Regions from separate parts of the Dromaius novaehollandiae genome. Here region 1 is linked to region 2. Evidence: chromatin contacts called from public Hi-C data. All regions are on one chromosome and are shown on one strand. The core of a region is the stretch at or near the end of the contact, and the rest is flanking DNA. Distances in the headings are between cores, read along the strand shown.

What was found. A called contact is a pair of places that touch in the nucleus more often than the background predicts.
Region 1: a contact with region 2 is called in a Hi-C map of ovary, with 3 times the contacts expected there. The contact joins the promoter of CCDC150 here to the enhancer-like site in region 2. A contact is called at or near these places in 3 of 4 Hi-C or Micro-C datasets (brain, liver and ovary).

The regions. Positions count from the first base shown.
Region 1 is chr7:35,114,303-35,117,016 of bDroNov1.hap1, forward strand. It overlaps CCDC150 (coiled-coil domain containing 150), which reads left to right and starts at 1,278. Exons shown (of 23, transcript XM_064515138.1): 1 at 1,278-1,671; 2 at 1,954-2,171; 3 at 2,270-2,448. The coding sequence starts at 1,526. It overlaps HECW2 (HECT, C2 and WW domain containing E3 ubiquitin protein ligase 2), which reads right to left and starts at 12. Exons shown (of 29, transcript XM_026101132.2): 1 at 1-12.
Region 2 is chr7:34,981,439-34,984,138 of bDroNov1.hap1, forward strand. HECW2 (HECT, C2 and WW domain containing E3 ubiquitin protein ligase 2) reads right to left here. Exons shown (of 29, transcript XM_026101132.2): 6 at 1,868-2,037. Among named protein-coding and RNA genes, the nearest start is that of STK17B, 73 kb to the left of the region's middle. Within about 2 kb of position 1,358, at least 1 of the 2 cell types and tissues checked has open chromatin away from gene starts, as enhancers often do.

The DNA of each region.
Region 1 (2,714 bases), core at 28-2,527, 130 kb after region 2:
CTAGAAGCTTCAGACAAAGATGAGCCCAAGTGATAGGTTGTCAAAAGGTACTTAGGTGCTGCAACACTGAACGTGATACCCGAACCTAGGTGTTTCTGCAGCCTCTGCTGAATCCTCAGCTGGGAATTAGGTGCTCATATTCCTTGTTCAATGCATGGGAAGAGTTAGGCCATACATAGATGCCCCTCAGGAGCTAGATGAGCTGCCAAAAGTGAAAAAGAGAAAATTTTAAATTTCTAGTATGGATGTCTTAAATATCTTTGCTTGAGTCCCCAGAATATCTAATGCTTGATGTTTGCAGCATTGCTCTTTGATGCCTATTTCAGACACCACCTTACCAATTCCACAGCTATGTGTTTAGCCATTAGGCTACAAAGACAGGTTCCCTCTCTGCACAAAAATGAAAGGCAGTGGACCAAAATGGCGTATTTTTTCAAGACTAACACCTTAGGTGCTAGTGGAGACGACACAGCTCAGTAAGATGACTGACCTGTAGTACTTGACTGCACGCACATTAAAACGCTGTACTTGCTTACAGCGCAAGGTGAACACGTGGCCATTAATGATGGGTCATTTGATATGCAGCATATTGACCAGGTGTAAAAATAACTCTTCGCCTACAGGCTAGGGTGGTCCTGCAGAGCATCCCCTCCAAGGAGTTTTGGGTCTACGTATCCTGCAAATTGATTCTAAACCCTTCAAACATTAAACTATTTCAATTTTTGTGTGTGTGTGAAACATGCTTCATTTTGAGTGCTATCTAAATTCCGTATCAGAAGAAAGCAACATGCGACACACACAGCTGCACTGAAGCACTTCACCGGCGTTTAAGTCACAGCCAAGGTGCAAGGCAGTCCCCGGTGGCCCGTGACAAGAGCATATGCCAGCTGCGCCACGGCGCTCAGGCAACGGCTGCGGCCAGCCGCCATTTTGTGAGGGGAAGGTGCGAAGGAGGCTGCCAAAGCAGCGCCGCTCCTCGGCAGAGGGAGGGAGGTGCGAGGAGAGAAGGAGGGAAGAAAAGCAGTCTCCCATGTGCCTCCCACGACCCCGCTCACCGACAGCGACCCACGCGGCACCCAGGCCCCGCGAGGCCGGGCAGCGCAGCCGGGGAGCCCGCGGCGGACATCACCGCCTCACGCCGCTTCACCGAAACCGCCGTTCCTCGGCGGGGACGGACGGACTACAACTCCCAGCATGCCCTGCCCCCCCCCCGTCCAGCTTGGTGCGCATGCGCCGCGGCGTGCGTTGTCCCAGGTTCTGGACTGTCGCCTGCGGACATCCCGCCGCGGCTCTGCGCGCATGCGCGGGGCGGTGGCCACGCGGGGAGCGGGCGGGTTTGAAGCGGGGAAGGAGCGCCATGACGGCGGGCTGGGCCGCCCGCGGCCCCTGGGGCCCCTGAGGACAGCGAGAGGGAGAGGGAGAGGGAGGCAGGCAGGCAGGCGGGGCGCTGCCGCTGCCGCGCGAGGGGTGCCTCGGGCAGCGCTGGCGCGAGCCCCGCGAGACGGGAGCGGCGGCCGGCGCCGCCATGGCCAGGCCAACCGTCTCCCCTACGAGCGTCAAGGCGACGGCGCCCGAGGCCTTCGCGGTGCTGCGCCAGAGGATGAGGGTGGTGGAAGAGCAGGCCAGCGCGCTGGCGAGAGACCTGGAGACGCTCGGCGTCAACGGGCTGAGGTGGGGAGAAAGCAGGGGCAAAGCCTTTCCTTACTGGAGAGCTCAGGCTTTCCTTACTTTCCCTCATATTGTCCCGCTTTGCACCCGTTTGCCATGCTTTGGTCTTCCCTCCCCTGGGAGCTCATACTGACAGAGTCAGTGGGAACAGGCTGCAGCAACCAGGGGTGGAAGGAAACCTTCCAGCAGTATGAAATGTGGTTTCTAATCTCTTCATATCTGTAATGCATACATACAACAGAATGTGTGCATATATGTAGTAGGTCAATCTTCTCTCCTTTTCAGCCTTGGTCTTTTCCACTCAAAGACCTTCGAGGCACCTGCTAGCTACCCAGCCGTAAGTCCTGTGCAGGCCAGGGTAGCATTTGTGGGAGAAAATACACTGTGGAAAAACTGTGAATCGCTGGTGAATCGAATGTGTCGGGTAGAGAGTGTTGTACAGACACTGAAATTAAACATCTCCTGTCTGCAGACGGAAAAGGAGCTGAATCCAAAGCATGCAGGTAGTGAAATATATTTTTTTAACCTCTTCATTGTTTATTATGCCTTCATGTGTTTCTTCTGTCAGTGACTTTTTTTTTTTTTCTTTTCTGTCTGGCAGCCCAGCTGGAGCAGCAGCTGAATGCAATGCAGGAAGAGCATTTGCAGGAAATGAAGGTTGTACAGCAAGAGGCAATGAAATTATGCCAGCAGCTAAGTGATATGAAAGAGGCTGAAGAAAAGGCAAAAGAAGAAGTTCAAAGACTAAGTGCTGCTCTGGAGATTAGAACTGCAACCCAGGTACAAAAGTTGTCACATAGATTATGATTTTACTGTGTTTTCAGGATTAACAGGCTTATCTGTAGTACTTAAAGTATTACGATCTCTGAGATAAATGAAAGATATGCTCTGTTGGAAATGAGCATGTACGATACTGCTTGTTATCATTGATTGTAAGAGAAAACTTATTTTGACAGTGAGATTCTGTGGTTCCACCAATAAAGAAATAATTATACAACAAATCAAGAATAAAAATAATTGAAATTTGTAATTCTCCCTTCTTCAGG
Region 2 (2,700 bases), core at 108-2,607:
TTTGATCCAAAGTTCACAAACATTTTCAGTGAACAGCGAAAGGTGTTCAGCTTCAACCGAAGCTTTTCCTGCACTTGGGGCATTCACACCAGATGGTGCTAATTTATAAATGACTTCCTGATATCTAATAAAGTCATTCTCCCACCTTTCCTTCAGAGGGAACACTATCACAGTCACAGCCTTCAACCTAGCATTCACTTTCACAAAATTTATGAATACTTCATCTTTGAGATGAAGGTGGCCAAAAGATTCAAAAGTGGTACGGGGGCAGATATATGAGTGTGCGCATGCACACACATAGCATGCTGACAAACTCCCTTAGGAATGCAGGTTTAGAAACCAAAGATTTTTTTTTTCCTCTAGATTATAAGATGTTTCAAACAAAAAAGTATGAGTAAAATCTACTCAGAAAAGCCCATGTTATCCTCCATTTTTAAGATCTCCGAGCAAATCACTACTTCAGTACAATGGGTAATATACATCTAGCTGGATAGCTAAAGATGTATCGAGCAGAGTACAAAACAAGGAACAACCTTTCAGCTCCACTATAGACATCAACTAAACATATTCAAAAACAGCAATTAAATTGGGTCAGGAATAAAACCACATTCTCGTACAGCATAAATGCCAGAGTTGGATTCTTGTAATAAACAGAACTTAAAATTTGTCACTCTCAGTTTGCTATAAAATTGCGTATCATTTTGCAGAAAGGAGCAGATGTAAAAAAGGATCAATTCAGCACCACTAGTCCAGCATATGTAATGGGATCATAAGCTGGTATTGTCAGAGCATTGCTACAGGGAAGATCTAGCAGTTAAAGCAAGATGATGTAATGTATGCTCGTGAACATTATCACTTTTACAATAAGCTGCAAAAACAAGGGACTGAAGGAGAAGGATGGGGAAAAATATGAGTAGATTTTCCTACAGTCTACTAGATGGATGGACAGACATACAACAAGAGTATGAATCGATTTAGAGATTAAAACTCTCAAACTCTGTCTTTCACAAATCTAGTCCTTCTCACAGCCAAGCACTCAAGAGGCAGTGCTAATGCTGGCCCTGCCCTGTCCTGCTTTAGTGCTTGTTTGATTTGATTACAATTTGTGGTACTATTCTCCAAGCCCACTCACTGGTCCTCAAAGACTATGGACTTCTGTCATTAAGGAGGGGGTTATTTCAACACCATTTCCCACATAACCATTTCTCTTCAAAGACACAGTTTTGCTCATGTGTTGAAGACAGCTGTGGGACTGCATTGTTGCAGTTCCCTCCCTGCAACCTGCACAGCTTACCCAGTACAAACAAAGCTGGAAAAGTGGCTTCTGCCAAGCTGCCTTTTTTTCTTCTTGCTAGGTGGTGCTGTAATTCCTTCCCGGGCTTTCCTTTCTACAGCAGCCAAAGAGCATCCCGTCTGCCTGACGAAACAGAAACCTTGCCAACTGCTATGTACAATGAAAGCATCATTTCTGAATGAATAGTGGTTGCAATCACAGAGTATGAATGCTCACTTATTGCACCTTTTCTTAAAGAGTCTTCTCACAACATATAATCCATTTTAATTAATTTATTCTTGCAATTTCAAGGAATCTACAGGGTTGCTGAATGATTCCAACTCTTCTTAGCAGAGAAGGGAGTGAAAACCTCACAGCAGCGTAGCTTAAACACATGCCTTACACATGCAGATGATAGCTGTTTGTGTCCAACAACAGGGTTTCTAGAATTACTCTAATTTGTGTGTCATTTTAAATCACTATCTACAAAATAGGCTCGCAGCCTTCAGACAGTCAGGACCAATGCATAAAGAGAAAATATAAGCCTTGTACACTGCATCAGCTGACACACAGCTCTTAAAAGACATACATTACCTCTCTGTGCCAAATAGGATTAGTTGTGTTACTGATGATAGTCGACCTTCTCTCCTGACCATGATGAGCAAATGTAGGAAATGTACTTTTCTTGCCTGGCTGAATGGACATCTTTAGATAAGGATCGGGGTTGAAGAACATGCCTTTTTTAAGTCCAACTGCTCTAATATCTTTAAAGCAAGAAAAGAAGGAAAAAAACAGAACACGGTAATTGAAACTAGTTCATGAAGTGGCATATTCCTAAAATATCACCCAGGAAATCAATTTACAATAAATCACTAAATAAATCACTAAATAAAGCAACTTAACATTAGTCATACAGTAACTGGTAACTAGTGAACAGAAGATAGTTAAAGCAGGAAGTCAAGTGTTTTCCCAAGAGACTATAGAGAGGAAAGGTATCAATATCCTCATTTACATTCTGGTCTCCAGTCATTTGTAATACAAAATATAGCATGAACTTTTAACTTACACACAAATGTTTTTCTCAGTACTTAAGGTATTTCCACTCTTAAAAAAAACACAGTACTTGCTCCATTTCTGGATGAGGGAAAGTGACTAAGATAAAAAACTGTATGGGAGGTAACGTAGGGAACTCATGTCTTCTCAAAGTTGAGGCTTTGAGAAACACAGTTTCAAATATTTATTAACAAGACTACTCTGGACTGTGATGCACACTCTCCCAGCTTGGAAGAAGACAAACTATCCCACACAAAAGGAGGCAAGGTCTTCTGAAAATGCTTCTTTCCATCTATGGAAAACTTTGCACTGTAACTTCTTGCAACTTGCAATAATAAGGAATGGCTTTGTTGGATGCATATTATCATGCCTAA